Regions from separate parts of the Mus musculus genome. Here regions 1, 2, 3, 4, 5 and 7 are each linked to region 6. A link is a contact called in public promoter capture Hi-C data. All regions are on one chromosome and are shown on one strand. Each heading gives the region's core, a stretch centred on a gene start, on an enhancer-like site or on the middle of the called end of the contact. The rest is flanking DNA. Distances are from core to core; before and after follow the strand shown.

The links. Promoter capture Hi-C pulls out the DNA fragments that hold promoters and counts their contacts.
Region 1: a contact with region 6 is called in a promoter capture Hi-C map of liver, with 2.0 times the contacts expected there. The contact joins the promoter of Ttc26 here to the promoter of Mtpn in region 6. A contact is called at or near these places in 2 of 39 promoter capture datasets (hippocampal neurons and liver).
Region 2: a contact with region 6 is called in a promoter capture Hi-C map of pre-B cells, with 3 times the contacts expected there. The contact joins the promoter of Zc3hav1 here to the promoter of Mtpn in region 6.
Region 3: a promoter capture Hi-C map of pre-B cells shows a contact between it and region 6, with 5 times the contacts expected there. The contact joins the promoter of Zc3hav1l here to the promoter of Mtpn in region 6.
Region 4: a contact with region 6 is called in a promoter capture Hi-C map of pre-B cells, with 4 times the contacts expected there. The contact joins the promoter of Ubn2 here to the promoter of Mtpn in region 6. A contact is called at or near these places in 2 of 39 promoter capture datasets (liver and pre-B cells).
Region 5: a contact with region 6 is called in a promoter capture Hi-C map of hippocampal neurons, with 4 times the contacts expected there. The contact joins the promoter of Svopl here to the promoter of Mtpn in region 6. A contact is called at or near these places in 3 of 39 promoter capture datasets (the C10 cell line, hippocampal neurons and pre-B cells).
Region 7: a contact with region 6 is called in a promoter capture Hi-C map of hippocampal neurons, with 7 times the contacts expected there. The contact joins the promoter of D630045J12Rik here to the promoter of Mtpn in region 6. A contact is called at or near these places in 2 of 39 promoter capture datasets (hippocampal neurons and liver).

Annotation. Positions count from the first base shown.
Region 1 is chr6:38,379,750-38,382,956 of GRCm38.p6, reverse strand. It overlaps Ttc26 (tetratricopeptide repeat domain 26), which reads right to left and starts at 1,433. Exons shown (of 18, transcript NM_153600.2): 1 at 1,364-1,433; 2 at 744-881. The coding sequence starts at 1,366.
Region 2 is chr6:38,352,951-38,356,246 of GRCm38.p6, reverse strand. Zc3hav1 (zinc finger CCCH type, antiviral 1) reads left to right here and starts at 1,644. Exons shown (of 13, transcript NM_001347122.1): 1 at 1,644-2,332. The coding sequence starts at 2,025.
Region 3 is chr6:38,297,675-38,300,885 of GRCm38.p6, reverse strand. It overlaps Zc3hav1l (zinc finger CCCH-type, antiviral 1-like), which reads left to right and starts at 1,627. Exons shown (of 4, transcript NM_172467.3): 1 at 1,627-2,022; 2 at 2,799-2,934. The coding sequence starts at 1,646.
Region 4 is chr6:38,432,522-38,435,721 of GRCm38.p6, reverse strand. It overlaps Ubn2 (ubinuclein 2), which reads right to left and starts at 1,797. Exons shown (of 17, transcript NM_177185.4): 1 at 1,124-1,797. The coding sequence starts at 1,549.
Region 5 is chr6:38,044,802-38,048,257 of GRCm38.p6, reverse strand. It overlaps Svopl (SV2 related protein homolog (rat)-like), which reads left to right and starts at 1,262. Exons shown (of 16, transcript NM_177200.4): 1 at 1,262-1,340.
Region 6 is chr6:35,537,670-35,541,223 of GRCm38.p6, reverse strand. Mtpn (myotrophin) reads left to right here and starts at 1,336. Exons shown (of 4, transcript NM_008098.4): 1 at 1,336-1,685. The coding sequence starts at 1,614.
Region 7 is chr6:38,251,851-38,255,549 of GRCm38.p6, reverse strand. It overlaps D630045J12Rik (RIKEN cDNA D630045J12 gene), which reads left to right and starts at 1,411. Exons shown (of 20, transcript NM_194061.3): 1 at 1,411-1,682. The coding sequence starts at 1,541.

The DNA.
Region 1 (3,207 bases), core at 184-2,683, 2.8 Mb before region 6:
TTCCGAAGGTCCTGAGTTCAAATCCCAGCAACCACATGGTGGCTCACAACCATCTGTAACAAGATCTGGTGCCCTCTTCTGGAGTGTCTGAAGACAGCTACAGTGTACTTTCATTAAATAAATAAATAAATAAATAAATCTTTAAAAAAGTGAGATTTGCACCTAGCATTGGTTTAAAAAAATGACCCTGACATACAGAGTTGAAATGTTTTATGGGTTTACAATAGTTTTAAATTGTAAATAGTAAAAATCACTTATTTTTTTTAACCAAAATGTAAATAGGAAGAAGTTACAAATCACTCAGGATTTATGGTAAATAATGTGTGAATTGACACTGTTAAATGTAATACTGTATTCACCATTTGTGGAACTAAAAATTAATAATTTTATGTGTACAAGTGTTTTGTCTTCATGTATGTCTACATACCATATGTTTTGTTGAAGGAAGCCAGAAGGCCTTGAATCTCCTAACATTTAGTTACTAATGGCTGTGAGCAGGCACGTGAGTACTGGGAATTAAGGTCCTCTGGAAAAGCAGCCGATACTTTTAAATGTCGAGCCATCTCTCCAGTCCAAAATGTTTTGTATTTCATCAGGTTTATAGTTAACTTGGAATCTGGAATATGCATCTGGCTATGTTTGTTTGGATTACCCATAATGTACCCACCCGTCCCAATAGCATAGTAACCAGCATTCAACCCACCATCCACCAGACTGAGAAGTAAACCTTCTTTGGACATTACCTCCAATAGGGTAATGGCGCCAGTGAAATCTCTCTGCGAAAGTAGATCCTCTAGTTTTGGAATCTTCCTCCCTTTCTTCTTTCTTTTGTCAGTGTGCGGTGACTCCCCGCCCACAGCGGGTTTGGCCCTTGAAAGCATCTGTAAAACAAATAGCAAAGACTGTTCTATCAAAAGTCATTTTTAAACTGAGGGTAACAGCTCTCAGTCAGATCTACCCTTACCATCAGACCCTAGGAAGTCTATTCAGATTCTTTTTTTATTGTGCATTTTAGTAAAAGGACCATTACCTACTACTGAAGGGGAACCGAATAGCTACTTCCAACAACTTTATCCATAAGAGACAAACAAACACTCACGCAGCTTCTACTACCTAGGTCTTCCAAGATTCTTTTTTCCAGTTCACAGTCTAGTATCGGGAAATGAAGAAGCAGGAGGGAAGAGAGCATCGAGGTACATAGATTTCTTCGCATCCCTCCCTATTCCCGGTGGAAACACTGGAGGGATAAAGGGATCGCCCTCTAGAGACGCACCTAGATTCTATCCAACAGTGCGTTGAGAACTCTAAACCCAGGTACAAACCTATTCAAAATCCCCCACCCTTACTATTCAGAGCCACTAACCATCTTGGCGTCGGTCCTGTGAGCCCCCGCTGCAGATAGTCTGCAAAGGCTGTGCTTCGGCGAGTTGCCACATCCACACAGCGAGCTCCGTTTCCACGGCAACGCCGCCGGGAGGCTGGTCCTTCTGAGAAAGGGCTCGTCCCAAAACCAATGTCCTAAGCTTCTTGGTTCCGTGTGTTTCCGCAGCTGGAAGAGTAGGTGCTTCTCTCAAGGGAGTTAATCCTTGTTGTTTGTGCTGAGGATGAAAATGGGGCTGTGTCTCTACTTAGGAAAGCAGTTTAAGAAAAGGCGATTTAGAAGTACTATTACAACTAGGAAGTATATTTCAAAAGCAAGTTTCTTGGGAAGGTAATTTTCAAGGACCACTTCCGTTTTGCCTGGGGTGAGGACGACAACAGCTCCGCTTGTCTCGTACATTGTCTCTGTTTTCTGCTCGTTTCTGCTGGTACCTGCTGAAGCAAAGGATAGTTTGGAGGCAGAAGTGATACCAAAATATTTCCTCGAGACAATGTTAATCCCAAAGATGGGAGGAGAAAGACCACCACCCCAAATCATCATGACCAAATTAATTAAAGCAAGCTTTTTTATTCGTGTACACGGACTGCTTCTCTCTAAGGCCAGTTTGGAGAGATCAGCATTGGATGTGAGGAAGACAAGGTTTTTATAGATCATGGGGGTTGCGGGGGTGAAATGGGGAAAATAGGAGGGAGAGGTGTTATAAGAGCAGAATATAACAATAACAAGTTAGTCCTAACTACCTCCTGAAACAGTCATGGTTGCAAGGTGGGCATAACAACAGATAGCCATAACAAGGTAGTTATAAAACCTTTTGAAACAAAGGTAGAGTTGCAAGATGGTTCTAAACAACTTTTAGAAACAATGTCATGATTTGGCATTCTTGGAACGGTCAGTACAGAACCATTTGTAGTTAAGGCTATAGGCGAGGCATAGCTCAATCTGAGAAACAAAAATTTAATCATAAGCAGGAATGAACCTAGTTTGTTTTTACTATAAGGTGACTTCTGTTTGTTTTGTTTTTGCTTTGCTTTGCTTTTTGTTTTATTTTTCAAGATAGGATTTCCCTGTGTAACAGCTCTGGCTATCCTGGAACTCTCTTTGTAGATCAGGCTGGCTGGAACCCACAGAGATCTGCCTGACTCTGCCTCCCAAGTGCTCATGTTAAAGGCATGTGCCACCACACCCAGCTATAAATGGGCTTTTAAAGTCTAGGATGGAAGCAGGCTGGTTCTTCAACACACCTATACACAATTAGAAACTATAAAAATGTGTGTACAATTAAAGCAAGAATGGAGTATTTACTCCAGAGCAGCGTTAATTTAGTTGCAATATATACATATATATATACACATACATATATATATATACACACATACACACACACACATATATATATATATATTTTTTTTTTTTTGCTTTGTTTTTCGAGACAGGGTTTCTCTGTATAGCCCTGGCTATCTTGGAACTCACTTTGTAGACCAGGCTGGCCTCGAACTCAGAAATCTGTCTGCCTCTGCCTCCCGAGTGCTGGGATTAAAGGCGTGCGCCACCATGCCCGGCTGCAAAAAATATTTTCAAATGATGGAATTGTGGAATGTTGGAGCTAGAAGAGACCTTAGAGGGCATGCATGCAGTCAAACTTTCAGAGCAGATCCACTAAAGGCCTAAAATCTTAACAACTTGTACTTATATATACTATAAATGTATGAAAAGCGTTGCATAGACTTCTCCAGCCTTTGCATCTCTTCTCACATTTGCAATCTGTTGGTGAGTGAATGACTTTTGTCTTTATATATACACGCTTGTATATACACAAATTGGTATGC
Region 2 (3,296 bases), core at 395-2,894, 2.8 Mb before region 6:
ACACTGCTATTTCTAAAGCTGATGCCCTCTGGGAGCTGGGATTGTTTCTTTGATTTCTGTGTCTTCAGAGTCACTACTGTAAGGACCATACCGAAGATAGTAAACACATTGATCTTACTTGATTTGATAAGAATGGGGCTCTGGAAACCTGCCAGACTGAAAATAAGGCCAAGTGGATTAAAAGACAAGACAGAAGCAAGAGTCAGAGTCAACAAGCAGCCAGATGAGGCCCGGGCTTGGCTGCTTTACAGACCACCGTTCCAGTGAGTCAGAGAGAGCGGCTGTGCGTACCACACCAGAGGGATTCTCATTCGGGTTTCTGAAGAATTTGAAAGACTTTATTTCTTATGAATTTGTTTTTAAATTTTAAATTACATTTATCAGAGAGAGAGGGGGGAGGAGGAGGGAGGGAGGAAGGAAGAGAAAGAGTGTTGTGGAGGTCAGAGGGCAACTTGCTAGAGTAAACTCTCCCAGCATGTGGGGAAATTCTGGGGGTCAAATTAGTGTCCTGTGTTTTAGCAACTGGTGCCTTTACCTGCTCAATTATCTTCCTGGCCAATAATCCCTTTGCCCCAGTCTCACAAGTGCTGATATTACCGGCATGCCTTCACCACGCCAAGCTTTTAATATTATTTTAGCGTGTGTTTGTCTGAGTGGGTGGGGTCACTCGCACCTCCCTCTTGTGAAGTTTGAAAGCATCGCAGTGCACACTTCTCCTGCACCGTGCCTGCAGATTTTAAAGAAAGGGTTCCCATCTGATCGGTGAGCGCTCCATTCATTTCATTTCTGAGTGCTGAAAGGAAAGCCCCTTTCTTTTTCTAATTTGGGTCTAGTGTTTACTGGCCTGCAAATTAGCTGAGAATACAGATGAGACAAACTAAACACAATTGTGCAAAAGAAGTTTTAAAGTCACAATTTAACAAGGGGAGGAGGCCGAAGAGCGTATAAGGTTTGTGTGTGGTGAGTGTGTTTCACTACGGAGTCTGGAAGGACAATCGGAGTTTTTTTTTAATGCTAATGTTTGGAGCAGCAGAATCTTCCGGAAAGCTCCCTGGGGACACGGATGGCTCTTTAATTTCATCAGCCTTTGCTTTCCTCAAAGGGAAATCTAGTTATTATTTCCTTCTGTCTCTACAGTAACTCTACGGTAAGGTAAGGGTTTACCTTAAAAATCATCTTCATGCCAAGGGGGGAGGGGTGGGGGAAATCTGAAGACATTCTAAGCAGTTGGTTTGAGGCACCAAAATTGGAGATTTTAAGTTAGCAAGGCCAGAAAGGATCAAAGAGTGGGTCTTCAAATAGCTCTGGAGAAGGCTACGTAAGAAACCAGGGAGAGTAACAATCACCGCCCTCTAAGAGGGGCTCGGCACTGGGTAGAAAGTGCGTAATCCTAGATCTGGTGCCGCGGAATCAGGCCCGGAAACAAACTCTCGAGAACCTCGGTCATCCGAGCTCCACCTGTTCCTTCAAGTTATTTCCCCAAGTGCGGAGTTCGGATAATATCCATGTCCTAAGGTGGTGGCGAGCATTGACGACACTCGGCGGAGAGTCCCGCTTACAGGAAGCGCTCACCAGGTCTGCTCTTTCCGGGGCTGGGTGGGGCTGATTTGAGGACGCCTCTAGTGGGCCCCCCAGGATGCGTCACTCTCCTCAGGCTCATCAAAACTCCACCCGAGCCTCACGAACGTCCTTACTTCCTCTCTTCCTGGTAGCAGCCTTGCAGTCCCGAGCTCGGGGGACCTCACGTCTAGCCTGGAACCGAGGGTACCGCGCCGCGGCGGACCTGCCCGCCTAACGTCGCTCGCTTCCCATTCGCTCTCCCGCGCGGCTGACTTTAAATCTGACCCCAGGACCTCGTCGTCGAGGTCGGGCCTCGCGACACCACCGCCGGAGTTGGAAAGCGAAACCGCTCTGCTCTGCGAGCGGCACCGCCCGCGTCCGCCCCTGGGACCGCGCGTAAGTTTCGATTCTCCGTGAAGCCGAGTCCCGCGCAGCGGCCGGAGCAGCGGCAGCCATAGCGCGCCATGACGGATCCCGAGGTATTCTGTTTCATCACCAAGATCCTGTGCGCTCACGGGGGCCGCATGACCCTGGAGGAACTGCTGGGTGAGATCAGCCTCCCCGAAGCGCAACTCTACGAGCTGCTGAAGGCAGCAGGGCCCGATCGCTTTGTGCTATTGGAGACTGGAGACCAGGCCGGGATCACTCGGTCGGTGGTGGCTACTACTCGAGCCCGCGTCTGCCGTCGCAAGTACTGCCAGAGACCCTGCGACAGCCTGCACCTTTGCAAGCTTAATCTGCTCGGCCGGTGCCACTATGCACAGTCCCAGCGGTGAGTGCAGCGGGAATGGGGAAGGTTCTCTAATTGCCTAGTCCGGCGCCGCGGGGCAGCTTCCTAGGGGAGGCGGGAACCGGGTGGATATGGCTCACTCGGCTGCAAACCCCTTCTCCCTCTATCCCTCCTAATCTCTAGACCAGTGGTTCTCAGCCTTCCTAATGCTGCGACCCTTTAATACAGTTCCTCAGGTTTGTGACCCTCAACCATAAAATTATTTTCGTTACTACTCCGTAACTGTAATTTTGCTACTGTTATGAAATGTAATGCAAGTATCTGTGTTTTCCAATGGTCATATTCGACTCCTGTGAAGTTAGACCCCCAGGTTGAAAAATCTGTAGCCAAAGCGCTATTGGAAAGGCGGACAAGGCTGCCTCTCTACCCTTCTCACCTCCCACCAGAATCCTAATTAAAGTACGTTTGCACCAACCAGAGTTTGTAGAAGTTGCAGGCACACCTTTTTCTCCTTGCTACTCTGGTACCTCGAATGTTGCGATCGCCCCAGAATCCTAGCGGTGCTGCCCAGTCTCCTGTGTCTCGGGTGCGCCAACTCCTGGATCGCTGTGACCCTTCACTCCTTGTCTCTCCACCTGGCCAGATAGATAACTAAAGGTATAGTGGCCTCTCAGCCTTCTTCCTAGTATGCGTGGTGGCCTGTACTACGACACCCCCCCCCCTTCTTGCAACCGACCCACTGTCTCAAATTGCATGAAATAATGTGGCTTAACTTCTCAGGCAGCTGCTTCTGGTCCTACTTGGTCTTCTTCTTCTTCTTCTTCTTCTTCTTCTTCTTCTTCTTCTTCTTCTTCTTCTTCTTCTTCTTCTTCATAAGCGTTTCCAAGGGTTGGCTCAAGTCCTTTTATTTTGCTGTCTTCCAAATTTCTCCAAGACAAGGATCACTTGCTGGGGTTCACCTGTCATAACTACCGAGATGATTTCCAAACACATAACCTGTGCAGGC
Region 3 (3,211 bases), core at 378-2,877, 2.8 Mb before region 6:
CAGGAAACATGGCAGCATCCAGGCAGACATAACACTGGAGGAGCTGAGAGTTCTACATATTGTTCTGAAGGCAAACAGGAGAAAACTTGTTTCAGAGCCTACCCTCACAGTGACACACTTCCTCCAACAAGGCTACACCTACCCAACAAGCCGCATCTCCTAATAATGCCACTCCCTGGGCCAAGCAAATTCAAATTACCATACCCCTATATGATATCAGGCCTCTAGCATTTAAAAACTCTCTGAAAAGATGGCAGAATTTCAAATTTTTTCACGGTACTCATTCAGACTTTTAATCTGGAATGAATTACAATCCAGAATTCTGAAATTGAATATATTTCTAAGGGCAAGGTCTTTGGCTGAGTCGGGATCTCACCCATTTGGTTAGTCTAGCCAATTAGCTGCCCCTGTGGATCCTGCCACTGCCTACCAAGTGCTTGCATTACAAGTGGCCCCCACATCTTCCTGTATTTGTATAGGATCTGGGCATTCAAATTCCAGCCTCACACTTGTCTAGTAAGTGTTTTATCCACTGGGCTGTCTTCCCAGTCCATCTATTCTGTAACATACAGAATCAGTCTTATTAAACTTCTGGATACACTTGCTTACAACATCAGTGCCCTTGAAGTAAAATTCTTCCCTATCTCTATCTTGCTTGAACGTCTCTTCTCTCTGTGTGCATGTGGTTTTCATTCCTCTCTAACCCCTTTCTCAACTTGAATCTTTCTTTTTTCAGTTGTATCTTAGGTCGGCTTCTCTCAGAGGCAAACAGAGAAGGATTGTTTGAGAGCAGACCCTTTACAAGGTAATCCCAAGGAACCACTTCTCAGTTTACATTTTCGGCTGGGCTCCCTGGTAAGCAGATAAGGATTCCATGTAAACCGTTTCTTAGTAGGGAGGGAACACAGGGAAAGGCAGGTTCTACAGGAGCAACAGGGTTCTTTTCCATTAAGGAATCATAGCGACGAAACCATAGAATATCTCTCGACCACTCCGTAGAGGAATAATACGCTAGGAATTTGTCCATTGTTAGGAAGGAAAATCCTTTTAGGTTTAGTGGGTGTTTATGTATATTGTCACCAATTTGACAATAGGAAAAATGTTTATTTATAAGCTGACAGAGAAAAATCAACAATATCATGGCTCAATCCCATCTGAGGCATGGAGCTGATTGATCAGTATTATGGTGTGTGTTCAATAAACCATCCCTATCTGACTGAAATCGGGGTTTGTGTAAGCTCGTGGGGCGACTCATGGACCCCAACACTTAGGAAGTTTTTACCCACTGTGCTGGTTCCTTACTAGGTTTTTTGAGACAGGGTGTCATGTAGTCCAGGCTAGCCTCCAACTCCCCTTTGCAAAGGACGCTGGCCTTGATCTCGGCCTTTTCTTGCCCCCACCTCCCAGGTGCTAGCTAACATTCCAGGCGCGCGCCCCCAGGCTGGGAGAACCACTTCAGCAGTTTACATTCTTTGCAGCCCTCCCTGTTATCCGGTATCTGCCAGGAACCCAGGAGCCAGGAATGTTGCAGGGGCTCAGGCCCTGCCTTCTGAGGCCCGGCCCCCTACAGCTCGCAGGCTCCGGTCGGGGCCGCGGCGGGGAGGAGCCTGGAGGCCCCGGGCTGGCGGGGACGCGCTGGCGGGCCATGGCGGACCTCACTCTGTGCGCGTTCCTCACCAAGGTGCTGTGTGCTCACGGCGGCCGCATGTTCCTGCAGGACCTGCGCGGCCACGTGGAGCTGTCGGAGGCGAAGCTGCGGGCCGTGCTGCGGCGCGCGGGTCCAGAGCGCTTCCTGCTGCAGGAGGTGGAGCTGCGCGACGGCCCGTGGGACGCAGAGGCCGAGGTGGCGGCGGGCGAGGGCGCGGGCGCGGGCTCAGGCGGCGGCGCCACGGCCTGCAGGGTGATGGCCGTGTCCTCCGCGCGCCTCTGCGCCCGCTACCAGCGCGGGGAGTGTCAGGGCTGCGACCAGCTGCACTTGTGTCGCCGCCACATGCTGGGCAAGTGCCCCCACCGCGACTGCTGGTGAGGGGCGGAGTCCTCAGTGTCCAGCGGGGCAGTGGGTGCGGGCGGGCGGGATGCGCCTTCCGGATGCTTCTCGGCGAGCCTGGGTGGGATGGGACAAAGGCCTTCGCGCTGGCCGCCCTGTGCACCTAGTCGCCGAGAGAAATAATATGGAAGGTCTCTCCACTGAGGTTTATTATTCACCCCCCCCCCGCCCCCCAATTTGCTGTCCCTGTCCCAGGATGCTAGGATGTTCCACAACAGCAGCCCGGTTGAATCCGTGTTGCCACTTTTGAATTCACTTATGCCAAATGCCGCTTGAGGGACACCTGGGGGCTTTATGGCCCGCGGAACTTCTGTTCCCTTCTCTCCCTCCTTCCATAACCACAGCCCTTTCGCGCTTAAAAATCTGGTGTCCAATCGCAGGAAACTGGTGGCAGGATGGGGTGAGGGCATAGTGCTGCATAGCCCAAGCCCAGTGCTTTGCAGCAATCCGGGAAGCTTTCTAGTGCTTTCTTTGTAGTGTTGGTGGACAAAGAGAGGCCAGCAGCTGTTGTTGGCCTGAAGATTACGTTTTAGTCTTTACAAAAACAGATAAGTAATCTCAAAAAAGCCTGAGGGTAGGGTACTCACAGAACAGGGAAATGACCCCTGGAAGCTGAGTTGCCTCAATCCGAATTGTTTTATTAGTACTTGGGGAATTCACTTGTGAAGTGGAAATGCCCTAGGCAGAGTTAGACCCACCAGCCTCTTCCCTCTTCTTGACCCGGCCTCCTGACTGCTTTGAACTCTTCTAGGTCTACCTGTTCTCTGTCCCATGATATCCACACACCTATCAACGTCCAAGTCCTGAAAAGCCGGGGGCTTTTTGGCCTCAATGAAGGGCAGCTGCGAATCCTGCTTTTGCAGAACGACCCCTGCCTTTTCCCAGAGGTGAGTCCTTGAGAAGTCGCCATCCTACCATCAACTGTGGCAAGGCTTTCTCTCACTGATGTCTATCCCTCGATGTTTGTGTTCTTTTGTTGGGATAGGATCTTAAATAGCCCAGGATGTTAGTGAACTTGTCATTTAGCTGAGGCTAGCTTTCTGTTCTGCTAATCCACGCCCCTTCAAAGGCGAAGGTGATAGGGAGCCACCTCCCACCACCACTTTAGATGTTCATTTTAACTGCTTTTTTTTTTTTTTTTTTTTTAAAGAAACTCTTTTTTTT
Region 4 (3,200 bases), core at 548-3,047, 2.9 Mb before region 6:
AAAATGAACACAGACTAATGATATTATTCAATGTGAGACTTTTGACTATAGAGTAATCCACTGCAAAACAAAGATAGTTGAAAGGAAATAATGAATTCTGCAGTTCATTAGAAAGCCCAGCCTAATAAAGAGCATAGTCGCTAAACAAGAGAGCAATGTCTGTCTCCTGCCTCTGTCTCTCTCTCTCCCATCTCCCCTTCCTAAAGATCACCAGCCCACAACAATAAAAATTACAATCACCGACAAACCGCTGTCCTAATCCCATTGTTCACCGGTTCCCTCAAAAGCATACCGATGTATTTTCCTAAGTTTTTTTTTTTTTGATCCAAAGCGAATGTTTTTTTTTTTTTTTTTTTTTTCCGTCATTCTCCAGAAATCCACAACGGACAAAATGCTCCCAATTCGAACTAATGAGAGCCACTCAAATAATATGACTGGGCAGCCACCGGGTAAGACAAGAGACCTTTCCATTCAAAGACAATGTGCACAAACTCAACACACACACACACACACACACACACACACAAAGCTAACAATATTTACCAACACAAGTGCAACCACATTACGAATCCACTTTTTCATTCCTAACGTGGAATCATTAGTTTCTGAAAATGTTTAATTTCTCTTAAATCCCCTTCAATCAAGGAAAATAAACCACCCGGCCACGAGCCCATCTCAGCAGCCCTGGCGCACGGTACAGCTGGGTTGAGGAAGGATGAGGATGAGCCGAGAAGGGGTCACACAATCTCTCCGCTTCAGACCGGGGGGCGTGTCCCCCAAGGTTTTTTTTTCGCTTCCCTTCTACCGGAACGACAGATGGAAGTGCCACAAGAAGCTAGCCGCACGGCTCACAGGGCCTCGGGATTTGGTGTGGGGAACAGAAAGGAAAAGGAGGAAAAAGCTGAGGTTTCGAAAGGTGCACAGGAAAACCGGCTCGGCGCGGTGTGGTGGGGGCAGCATCGGCCACCCAGGAGGGCCGAGCCGCGCAGCTCCCGCCCCGTCTAGCTGCCCGGCCCCCGCCACCCCACCCCCGGGGCGAGCGAAGTGCAGAGCAGCCCGGGCAGGCGGCGGGTCCGGAGGCGCCCGGGCTGTGGGGCGGCCGGGAGGGAGGGACCCTCTGTACCCGTTGTTCTCCGCACAGCAGCAGCTCCGGGTAGCTGAACTCCACGCAGCTTTCGTCCGTGGGGTCCTTGAGCACCAGCTCCAGGCGAACCGTCTCCTTCGGCGGTCGCGGCGGCGGCTCCGCCCGGGAAGCCGACTCCCGCGGAGGGGGAGTCTGCAGGGGCAGCGGCGGCGGCGGCGGCTCGGGCCGCGGGGGCTCGCGCTGCAGCGCCATGGGCGGCTCGGCGCGGCTGACCTCGCGCTGGGGGAGCGGCTTGTCGCGCGCCGGGGGCTGCGCGTCAGCGCGGGGGGCCGGCTCCGCCCGGGCCGGCTCGCGGTACGGCTGCGGCTCCAGTCGGGGGGGCTCGCGCTCGGCGCCCGCGAAGTCGGCCTCGCGTCGCCTCACCGGTGACAGGCTAATGAACGCGACTCTGCGCGGCTCCGCCATCCCCACTGTTCTGGCCCTCGGCGCTCGCTCGAGCCGGCTCTCGCCTCGACGCCGCACGGCGCGCCTGCCCGCCTCTCCTTCTGCTCTCCGTCACTTTTCTTCCCTCCAGCACCCTCAGCTGTCCCCGCGGACGCCACCGTGAGTGCGGACCGGGTCCCCGTCCCCGCTACTACGTTCTGATGGGCTCCACCGCCATCGCCAGGGTCGCCGCAGCCGCCATGTTGGATCCCCCACATAAATAGAAGCAGGCCGCTGAGCGGGCGCATGCGCACACTCGAGACGCTCGCGTCCACAGTCGTGGCTGTTGCTCAGTTTTCCCCTTTTCCTCTCAACAGTCTGGAGGCCAGACAGCTCGGCGGAAGTGACGTCACAGACAGGCCTGTCTCCGTGGCAACGGGGACGCTCTCTGCTTTGCTTTCAAAGGAGGGGTTTGGGGTTCCCTGAGTGATTTCCTCCTCTCGCCCGGAAACCGAGGCACGCTCGCCGATCCCTTAGGGTGAGCGTCGCGATGTGCCTGGGACCGACACAGTCATGGCGCCGGGTCCCGCCCGACGTTGGCCTCTGGCTCTCGGCGCTGGGGAACAGGGTTGTCAGCTGAGGATTCCAGGCGGACCCAGGGCAGGGGTGAGGGGCTCGCGGCCCGGCGCCGGGCCCGCCGGTCTGTTGTCCCGTCACCTGAGGTGTCCAGGGTAGAAAGGCGAAAACTAAACTCTCCTCAGACCCCTCCCGAAAGCGCTACGCTGCCTCCCACACCGCTGCCTCCCACACCTCTTCCTAGCCGCTTTGCGCATGGCGGTGAGACGTTCAGTGACGCGCCTCAGTTGGGAAATTGAACTGGCAAAGGAACAGTTCTTGAAGACTTGAACGTCTTGGCAGCCTTTGGTGTTATTTTAGGGGACATGCTCCCGGGGGAAGAAAATTCACGGCTCATCTTTGAGTGGGAAGGAGCGTTGCTTAGGCTTCGTTGGAGCATCGTGGGAAACGAACTGGAATTCAGATTTTAACGGACGAGAATTACTAGCCCTTTTCATCTATTCAATAGAAAGGGAATTGAAAGACTCCCTTGCCGCATCCTCAAGGAAACCCAAGCTTGTTAATTGCATCAACTATATTAGATGTTGAAGAGCTGAGTCAAAGAGTCGTCACAGACGTTTTTAATATTTGCTCTTCTATTCCTTTCCAAAGGTGTACCAAATGGTGATGGAATGTTCAACCCAAAAGATTGTGCTAGCTCTAAGCCAGGTGTAGAGATGTATCCCTTTAGTGTCAGGAAGATACAGGCTGTTACATTTCAACATGGTCCACATAGACAACTGCAGGTCAGCTAACACTTCTTTTTTTTTTTTTTTTTTTTTTTTTTTGGTTTTTTGAGACAGGGTTACTCTGTGTAGCCCTGGCTGTCCTGGAACTCACTCTGTAGACCAGGCTGGCCTCTGCCTACCGAGTGCTGGGATTAAAGGCATGCGCCACCACGCCCGGCCAGCTAACACTTCTTAATGGAAGTGGGTGCACTCTGGAGCCAGGCGGATCTCTATGAGTTCAAGGCCAGCCTGGTCTATTTAGTGACTTCTAAGACAGCCAGACCTACATAGTGAGACCCTGTCTGGAAAAAAAAAAAAAAAAAAAACTGGCAGCAGCAACAAGAAAAAAA
Region 5 (3,456 bases), core at 13-2,512, 2.5 Mb before region 6:
GGGAGGCCCAGCCTGGCTCTCTGCATCGCTAAGTCCTGAGAAATGAAACATGACCACATGACATCATGCTTGGGGCGCTGTTTATTGTCAACACACACTGTGCTGGGGTAACTGGAGCAGGAGATGCAGGCATGGTGAGCTATGGGAACAGTGTACAAAGGCGGAGACTACCTCATAGTTGGGGGACTGAGAGCCCAGAACCAATGTATTAGGATCCCTGGACTGGTGTTCCCGCAAGTGCCTGAGGAAAGTGTGCACTGGTCTTTCTAAATGGCCTGAATCCAGGTGAAGACCTGCCAACTCTATCGAAACCCTAGAAGTAAGACTAAGTCACATTTGTAATGCTCTACAGTTGACTAAGTCCTTTTTACATAAAGAGCTGATTGTATTCAAAATTTCCTTTTAGATGGGAGTATGCTTGCATGTGTTAGTGTATACAGGTGCAGGCACATGTCTTCCATGACACTTATGGAGATTAGAGGACTACTGGGTACACCAGGCTCGCTGGCCTGTGAGCTTCCAGGGAAGTTCCTGTCTCTGACTTCCATCTTGCTATAGGCACAGTGAGATTATAGACTCACACTACTGTGCCTGGCTTTTACATAGCTTCTGTGGGATTTGAACTTAGGTCCTCATGCTTGTGTGGTGAGCACTTTATCCACTGGCCATCTTCCCGAAGCTTGAGAATCTTATCTTTTAGACCCCATCTGCTGACCTGTGTCAAGATTGACTGGGGTTGATAGAAGCAATGCCCAAATCTTCTATGAACTTGGCAGGGAGAATAATTCCATTTCTTGTCCAATGATGTACATGATGAGGAACGCAAACACAGGCACATTTGGCACATAGGGGGCTCTCCACCTCTCTAGACTATAGAAGAGGGATTGTAAGACCTGGGCAGTGGAGGGGATGCTCAAACCAGTGACAGCTGACAGAATAGACCAGCTTTAAGTGCCTTTGAGAAGCCCATGGCTCTCCTATTGCCACGACCCTCTGGGAGTTTTAAGTTCTCAGTGCTGGTGTTCTTCTGGTCACCCATCTAAAGAAGGCACTCGGAGGCTTGGCAGCTTCAATCTCTCTGAGAACACTGTTATTTTCTCTTTAACAAGGGATCCGGTGAGGGCTGTTTTGGAGGGGGTGTGACCTCAGAACGCCAGGTGGCTCCTTAATGAATCCAGTCTGGAGAAGTGAGATGAAAGGAGTGGGGGGAGGGAAGGGGCCAGGCCGCTCTAAAAGGTGAGTTCAGAGGAGAGAGGCCCCCAGTGCTGCCAGAGGGCTGTGGGGAGACAGCCAGCCAGCGCACAGGGACCTGGAATCGGAAAGTTCCAAGGAACACAGAGGTGAGAAACTTTCAGGCAACAGGCTGTTTTTACTGCTGCTGTTCAGTGTAGGGAGGGGAGCTGACTATTTGTGTGTGGCTGGAAGCAAATGGAGTGCGAATTGTTTTTTTAAGTATTTATGTATTGTATATGTGGAGGTATATGTGTGTGTGTGTAAATGTGTGTGTGTGTGTGTGTGTGTGTGTGTGTGTGTGTGTGTGTGCATGCACATAGGCTTATGCCCTATGCACATTCCCAGAAGTCAGATGAGGACCCCAGGTGCTCTCTGTATCCCTGTCCCCTTACTCCCTTGAGAAAGAGTCTCTTACTGAACATGGAGCTCTGCTGGCAGCCAGCGAAACCCAGTGCCCCTCCCCGCCCTGCCCTCCCTGGTGCTGTTATAGAGGGCCACAACCATACTGGCTTTTTATATGGGTTCTAGGAATTTGAAATTGGGGTCCTTATATAAGTATTCTCCCAGCCCCTTATTGATGATGCTATAAAACAATTGCATCACACATCAATAAAAAAGATCTATAGGGGCCCAATTTTTTCTGGCTTCTATTCAGTATATCAAAAGACAATAGAATGAAGTTATCAGTCTTCTGGGAGTTTGGTTACTTGGGGCCCCTCCTGCACTTTTGAGTGGCAGAGTCAACCCTTAATCTCTCCATGTCTATCCGTATCCCCTTCTCTGGCTGTTTGAGGGGCATGCCTTGCATCCTCACTTCAGTGTTTGAGGAAGAGCTGTCTGGGATGCTAGTTCTTTTCCTTGTTTCTCTGGGTTAGTTTGGTTTAGCTTCTGCCCTGTCCTCCCTCTTCTCCTCCTTTCCTCCCTCCCTCCTTCCTCCATCCCTTCCTCCTTCCCCTCCCCTCTCTTCTTCCTCATGAGACCCTCACCTACCTGAGGAGCTGTTGGCAACGACCGATGGCTGTTGGGGAAGGAGAGTATTTAATGCACTACAGAGTCCATTGTGTAATTAGATGCCACTACTTCATAAAAAGTTACCAACTAGAGGATGGAGAGATGGCAGAGGGAAAGGGCTAGCTCGTGTAAGCATGGGAGCTGAGTTTAGATCCCCAGTACATACGTAAAAAGCCAGTATATGAGGTAGCATACACTCATAATCTCGGTGTTGAGGAGGCAGAAACAGGAGGATTACGTGGGGCTCACTGGCCGGCCAGTCTAGCCTAAGCAGTAAGCTCCAGGCCAAGGAGAGACCTTGTCTCAAGGGTGATGGGTGACATTCCAGAGGATGACACCTGAGGTTGTTCTCCATGTTCCACATGCACACAAATGTCTGGGGGCAAGGGGTGAGGGAAGGCAGCTCACAAGGAGTTCTCCGGTCCCTGTGTGTATGTGTGTGTGTGTGTGTGTGTGTGTGTGTGTACTCGAGCGCATGTGTACGTGACACACCTTTACCAAATAAGAACACCTCTCCAAGAAGTGTCTCAACAGTGTTTGGAAAAAGGACAGTCATTTTAGAAGTGACTTCCCGCATTGGCAGGCTCCTGAAGGGGTGAGATCAACTGTTTTAAGATCTGAACCTAGCTCCAGATTGAGACAGGCCCTTGTCTACTTCCTCAAGGGTTAATCCAGTGGGGAAGGTCCAGTGAACCTGGCTAGGGGACCACTCCTGGGAACATGGGTTTACTTTAAGATAATGTACTTTTCCATCCTAGAATTCCTGCCTCTTAGTGCATTCCCCATGAGCTTCTTTTGTGTGTCAACTTGACACAAGCTCGAGTTATCACAGAGAAAGGAGCCTCCCTTGAGAAAATGCCTCCATGAGGTCCAGCTGTAAGGCATTTTCTCAATTAGTGATCAAGGGGGTTGGGGGGGGAGGGCCTAGCCCATTGTGGGTGGTACCATCTCTGAGCTGGTAGTCCTGGGTTCTATAAGAAAGCAAGCTGAGCAAGCCAGGGGAAGCAAGCCAGTAAGCAGCATCCCTCCATGGCTTCTGCATCAGCTTCTGCCTCCAAATTCCTGCCCTGTGTGAGTTCCAGTCCTGACTTCCTTTGGTGGTGATGAACAGCAATGTGGAAGTGTAAGCTGAATAAACCCTTTCCTCCCCAACTTGCTTCTTGGTTATGATGTTTTATGCAGGAATACAAACCCTGACTAAGACAGCTACCA
Region 6 (3,554 bases), core at 87-2,586:
CAGGAAAAGCTCCTAGTTTTTAATTGCCATCACACACTTAAGTATTTTCCACCATAGAAAGTAAATGTACATAATTCACGTTGTTGAGTTGGCAAGATGGCTCAACCAGGAAAGATGCTTGTGACAAAGCCCGATGGTGACCTAAATTCAGTCACTAGGACCTACATAAGAGTACTCTCCCACAAGTTGTCCTCTGAGTTTACACGTATGCACACTCATGCCCACATCAGTGCATCTGTACACAAGCACGTACGTATGCAATTAAAAAGAAATAAACCTACTGACACCGTTGTCTCAACTACGTGTTGAAGATTTCCTTCTGAGAAAAAAAAAGTTTTATTCTTTCCTTTTTATTTCCTTCTGGTGGATGTCCCAAAGAAACTGCATGGTTGAGGAAAGGGAGAAGAAAGGCCAAGAGTGGTAGTGGGAGAGAGAGGAGAAAAGACCAAGGGAGAGAGCCCCACCCAGCCACTGATGTATGAGAATAGGAATAGAGTTTGATGCCTAAAGGTAAAACAAACCAGTAGGTCCCACACGTATGCACTCAACAGGAAGCGCTAAGTGGGTTCAGAGAGCTCAACACAAGACCCGAGCACTGCTGCAGAGATGGCTCAGAGGTTAAGAGCACTGGCTGCTCTCGCAGAGGAGCCCGGCTTGGTTCCCAGCATGGCCCATATGAAGGCTCACCGCTGTCTGTATCTCTAGCTCTCTCAGATTTTATGCTTCCTCTTGCCTCTTCGGGCACTCGCACACATTGGTTCACATAAATGTATATATTCTGTCAAAACTATCATACACGTAAATGAAAATTTGGTTTTTGGTTTTTTGTTTTTGGTTTTGTTTTAAGAAGAGAGGTCACATAAAGTTGTGAAGGAAAAGTAGTGGTGAAGTGGAGAAGGGATTCAGGAATGAATTTGTTCAAAACATACTATATGCATAGATGAAAGTCTCAATAAAAATGTTTTGAGAGTGGGTTGGTTTTTTGTTTTTCCTCTTTTACTAGTTTAAAGTGGGATAGTAAGAGAGAGAGAATCTAAACACATTATTATTATTATTATTATTATTATTATTATTATTATTATTATTAGTTATTTTTAGAATTATTAGAAAGTGAGCCCTGGAAACTAACGTTCCCCTCTGTCGTGGAACTGGAGTGTCCTACTCCCATCCAACACCTCCCCAGGTTCAGCCCCTGATTTTCCTGACCTCCAGGAACATTCTACTCAGCCTCACGGCCCCGCCCATTGGAACCACGCCTCTACTCTGCCTTGGCCGGCCAGGATAATGCGCCTGCGCAAAAGTGGCTCTCCTGAGGTAAGCAGTCGGGGCGGGGTCCCGAGCAGAGCTTTCTGGAGAGAGGAAGAGGAAGAGGAAGTGGGAGGCGGGCCCTAGCGGGGCGTGAACCGGAAGTGTAAGCGTCCTGCTTCTCCTCAGCTAGGCGGAACCTGCTCTGCTGGGCCCAACGGCTGCAGAAGAACTTTCTCCCGCCCGAACCGTAGCCGCGACCCGCAGTCTCGCCCGCTCAGCGGCCTGAGGCGCGTCGCTTTCTCGTGTCCCCTCGTCGGGCCTAATCGCCGCTCCTGCCCGGCCCGCCGGCCCACCCCGCTGCAGTCATGTGCGACAAGGAGTTCATGTGGGCCCTGAAAAACGGAGACTTGGATGAGGTGAAGGACTATGTGGCTAAGGTGAGCGGGGATGCGCGGCGCTGATGCTGCGCTGCGGCGGGGTGGGTGGTCGTGAAGCCCAGGGCGTGGGGGACACCGGGAGCTGGGCCAGCTTGGGAGACTCGTGGACGCCGCAGGGCCTGGATCTGGGTGGCTCCTCGGTGCCAGGTAACCGCTGTGTTGTTGCTAAGGCGGCTGTGGCCTGTCCCAGCCCCGCAGGTAACGGGCGCCTGGTTGTCTCCCTCGATCGGCACGGGCCGGCCCTCTAATACCCCGGGTACTGCAATCTTTGAATGAGGCATTTCTCCATCTTGGCCTCGCACCGGGTTCCTGAGAAGGAAACCCGAGCAGTTCGAATCGGGAACGATTTCCTGAACGTGCGGCCTGGTGGAGATGGGGAGGATTCAGAGGATCCGTCACCCGTGAAATGAGCTGCCCCAAAATAGCCATAGTTAAATTTCTGAAACTTGGTGTCACTTCGCTCTGAAAGTCTTTAACTTGGGTGTGGCCTTTTTCCTCTCCACCACCACCACATAATATGTGTATGTGTGTGTATCGTTTGCTTCGAGTGGTAAGGTTGCCATTTGGCATCTGGGGTGTTGGGAAATCGGAGTAGTTTTCAAAAAGCCTTTTAACTTGGGGTACTCCATTATTTCATCTGAAGTCCGCGCGCGTGTGTAGTAAATAGTACTGCAGTCTGATCACGCTATGTTTGGGATATGGTTAAGAAACCCAAATTCAAAACCATACTTGGAGGTACTTGGAAAGTTCTGACCTGGCCTGCCTTTGGGTCTTAAATTGCTCCTTTTGTAATTGTAAGGAGAACTTCTATAGTTTTATTATTATTATTATTATTATTATTATTATTTTCCGAAAGTAGAATTTTGTGACAACTGTGAACATCTTGGTCCTCTTCAAAAAGTGTGAGCCTGCGGTCAAGATTTTAAATCTTAAAAGGTGTGAGCGGTGGCATCCTGCCTCACAGGACTTGTTTTAGGAAACAGGCAGAAGCAGGTTGATTGGTTGGTTAGTTTGTTTGTTTTTAACTACAGGATTGTACAAGGATGATAGTTTTTTCTCCACTTGATGCCTTATAATTTAGACTTTTCACATGTATTTGATCTGCTTAGTTGATTGTAATGGATGTTTAAGGCAAGCTACCTTCTGACTACCTTAGCTAGTAACAAATAGAAACCTGAACTACCGTCTCTTCAATGTAGAGTTATAGAAAAATACATCAACCAGTAGTGGAACAACACACGATTGTCTCAAAGTGAGTGGCTCTTGTTTTTCCAGCCCCTGCTCAAACATAGGGGATTTAAAATACAAAACATTAATAAAGAATTTACAGTTACAAAAATAACATGCATGAAATTGTTTCTGTTGTCAATATGTTAACTTACAACTTCATGACTGAACCATTCATCCAAAGTGGAAATTGGGTGATTGTCCTGCATAGCTGAGGTTTATCAAGACTACCTTGCTTCACTCTCCAGTCTCAGCATGACTTGAAGTTAGTTGCTGCTGTTTCCTATTCCCCACCCCACCCCACCCCACCCCCTGTATTTTCTTGATTTGGTTTGCCCACCCCCATCCTGGTCATCTTCAATAGTTAGCTGAAGGGATCAGTGTTTATTTTAAGCATATTTTTTTTCTCAGTGAACTTCCTTCTCTAACTTGATGATAGATGCTTTTGACTCTATATCACTTCCAACTCTATCTTTTGGTCTACTGGGACATTGTGTTGTGTTGAACAATTCTTTTTCTTCCCTATCTGAAAGCTGTACTCCAGACCCTCACTTGTATTTCTTTAAGTAGCTTTGTCCATGTACGCTTACATTTGACCAAGTAAGCTTCACCAGTTAGCCTCCAAGCTCATGAATTCATGTT
Region 7 (3,699 bases), core at 162-2,661, 2.7 Mb before region 6:
CGTCATTTTAACTTAGTGTGTGTGTATGTGTGGACTAACAAGTTCATAAAAAATAACAACACAATAGGACTAAATGTCAAGAGCTGCTCCAGGCTGTGCCCCGTGGCCAGGTGAGTAATTCAGAGAAAAGCGAGGAGAGGGGAGCCATACCTAGGGCTATTGTGGTCAGGGTGCAAACATGCTCAGACAAGCAAACTCTCTACTTGGGTATGCTGGAGACAACTCCAAGAATGTATATGTCTGGGGGAGCAGGAGAGCAATGTATGGGGGTTGCTTATGACAAGTGACACAATGGAACGCAAAAATTAGGGTCATCAACAAAAGCTTATAACCTAGATTCTCATCTTCCCTGAAATTTAACAGGTGCCTATTTTTTTTTTTTTTTCAGAACAGGAACTTCTGATTCTTTGCCTAGATAGATGAGTTTGCCCAGCAAAACTGGGTAGCATCTTTCTGGGTCTTTTGCCTACCTCACTGAAGAGCAACCTTGATCCTTGGCCAGTCTGGATGGCTGACATTTCCCACTGTCTGTCATAGTTTCTCACTCAACAAGATACTTCTCTTATGCACGGCTTGCAGACCACGGCTGGTGCAACCTCTGAAATACAACTGTCCAAAATTGTAGTGTGTTCTAGGACCTTCCAACCTTATTCGGCCTTCAGAGTTAATGCACTTGGCTCTTAGCACAGAGACACATGCTAACTCCCATCCACACCCCCATTTCCCCAGGAAACTAACCCCCAACAAGGTCTTTTTCATCATATATTGGTGCTACTTTCTTTTTTAAAAAATAAGGCCTGGATCTGTGTGTTTGTGTCTGTCCACTTTGATTCAGCTTCAGTAGCCCCTTTCTGAAGACTCACTAAGCTCAGGGCAGTAGGCCTAGGTCTTACCAAAGGCCCACCTTTGCCAACAAGGTGGCACAGCTCTGGAAAGGCAAAGGATGGGCTGAGCCCTGTGTGCCTCCTCCCCATTCTTTTCCAGCGCGCGGGCTCTGGGAAAGAGAGCCGACTTCTCTCGGCTTTGTCCGCTCAGCAGCCCGGGGTCTGCCAGGGACCACGGCCGCCCCGCACACACACCTGCTGCCCGCCCCGCGTGGGCGGCTCGGGAGGAGCGTGCTCCGGAATCACCCGGTTTGCGACCGTTCCTCTAGGGCCCCGGGGGTGCGGGTGCGGGGCGGCGCCGTCCCGGGCGCCCTCCTGAGAGGCGGGTCCTGTGGGAGGGCGGGGACCGGGTCCCGCCTCGCCCTCCGCCGGGCCGCCCGCAGGCAGGCGCCGGGCCGGCCGGGAGGTGGTGCTCGCCTCCCCGCGCGGGGCCGTGCGTTGCCCGGCAGCGGCTGCGAGGCTCGGGAGGGGGCGGAGCGGCGCGGCCGGCGTGCAGCGGCCCCAGTCCGCGGATCCGGCCCGGCCCGCCCCCGCCTCGCCGGCCTCGCTGCGCGCCGGTGCTAGGCGCCCAGTCTCCGCCGCAGCGGACGCCGGCGTCCCGGGCCTGAGCGCGCCCACGCCCGGAGGCCGGGGTGTCGGGGAGCCGACGCGTGGCCATGGAGCGGGAGCCCCGCGCCAGGGTTGCACTGGTGCCGGAGCGGTGCGGCCGCGGGCCTTCCTCCCGCCACCGCCGCCCGGGGCTGCTGCTCCCCGGCCTCTGGCTGCTGCTGCTCGCCGGGCCGGCCTCGTGCGCCCCAGGTAAGCCTCGCGGAGCCCCCCGGGACGCGGCCGCCACCCTGGCCGCCTTCTCTGCCGCGCTCGTCACCCCCTGGCTTCCCCACCCGCCCATCCTCTTTTATTCTTCACCGCTCCCTCGCCCTCCTTGCTGGAGATGCTTTCCTATTCTTCCTGGGCCCTGCAAATAAAGGCATGGAGGAGAGGAATAAATCCAAAGGAAAAAAGAGCGAGCGGTTTCTGACCGGTCTTGCTAAAAGGTCTGCAACCTAGTCTTCCGTGAACCATGTTGCCCGAGGCGGGTTTGGTGGTTTCTGCTCCGAAGATGCCTATTTTCTTTTTCCCCTTTGCAAAATGCAGGCACTGGAATTGTGTTTGTGCACGGTTGTGTGAATGTGGCGTAGCGAATGTTTTGGGATACTTTTATTGTTGGGGCAAAGGGATGCATCTGGTGTGTGCAGAAGAGCAGTTGTGCATTGCCGTGAACACCCAGTGTTACCCCAGATGCAAGCAAGCTGGCTGTGTCCCCCAGTGCGCCAGGACACAAAGAACATTCAAAGAAAAAAATCTCTTGGAAAGCGCCCTGGCCATGGATCTTTCCAGGGAACTAGCTATTGGTATTACCTCCACAAAGGCATTACAATGGAGTGTGAAAATATTTTGAGTCTGAAGTGTCAGGGCATGAAAGGAGTCATGGTTGGTTTTTATAATAGATGCAATTTAGTGACTGTTCATCAGCATGGGATTAAGAGACATGATTTATGAGGCGTGTGGGTGGGTTTTGTTTGTTGAGGAAATGGTTTAATTCATGTTGCTTCCCCGAAATGTTTATTTATCCATCCTGAGCACGCACTGCACTGGACTGGAGACCATCTCTGAGGTGACACAGTGCATCCTGTGATTGCCCCAGCCCACACGTGCTTGGTTGCTTTGTGGGTAGGAAAGGAAAGGAGAAAGGAGCAGTTTAGGTGGAGAGCTTCTTCTCACTGCTCAGGAGAGACAGAAAAGCCATGAAAGCAGCCCAGAACCCTGCCTGCTTGTGGGAGCAGGGCCAGAGGACTGCCAAGTGGTTTGAAGGAAGTAGAACGCATTTGAAGGTGTCCCTTAGGCCCGACTGTGGGCATTATAACTAGTGCCACAAAGGGGATGGTGGAATACAAGCGAGGAACGGACTTAAGGGAGCACAGGTTGGGACCCATTCACTCGATCAGGAGGAAATCGAGGCAGAAGCATCTTGCTCAAGGTCACCGCCTGGATGATGAGAGGAATTGCTATAGCTCTCCATTCCCCTTTTTCTTTCCGTGACCCACAGGCCGGGGTCACAGCCGAAGCCTCCAGAGATTTCCGCTAGCTGGGTGGAACGCTGCCTCAGGGAGCCACAGCAGAGGTAGGGTTGACAGAGTGGGCCTCTTTTTAGGCTGTGTGTGCAGTGGCTGCAGAAACTTTGCCTACCTTAGCTAGCATCTCCTGTCCCAGTCTCGTTCCGAGAAGTCCAGTCCAGTGTTCCTCGGAGAGGAGTTAGTCATTCCGAGAGCTCTTGACTTTAGAGTCGACAGAGAAAGCTGGATTCTGCTGGATTTGACCGTCATGGGACCTAGCTCACTAATTGTTAACACTGATGTGTGCCAGGTGCTGTGTGACCTGGTCACATTATAGGCTTTATGATCCCAGCTTAACTGAGGAGGACCTTAACAGGTGTTTAGGAGAGTCTGGCTTCAGATTCTGTGATACGCTTAGCTTCCCGGCCCCAGCGTTTTTCCACTTGCACATGGTCATCTGAATATTCTGGAGAGGCTCTAGGAGATACAGTTGTTTTGCTAAACTTCAAGACACACAGTGGGTGTGTCTACACTGCCTCCCCGTTGTTTAGAAACCCCTTTTCGGGTTCTCTGCTACTCCTAATCCAAAATCCAATTAGGAGATGTGAAGTTAGATGTCTATCCGAGACCTGACTTCACAGAGATGAAGGCGGCATCCTTTCACTAAGTTGCTTCTCTGGTTTGCGTAGCTGCCTCTGGGCAGGAAACACAGAGCTAGAAGC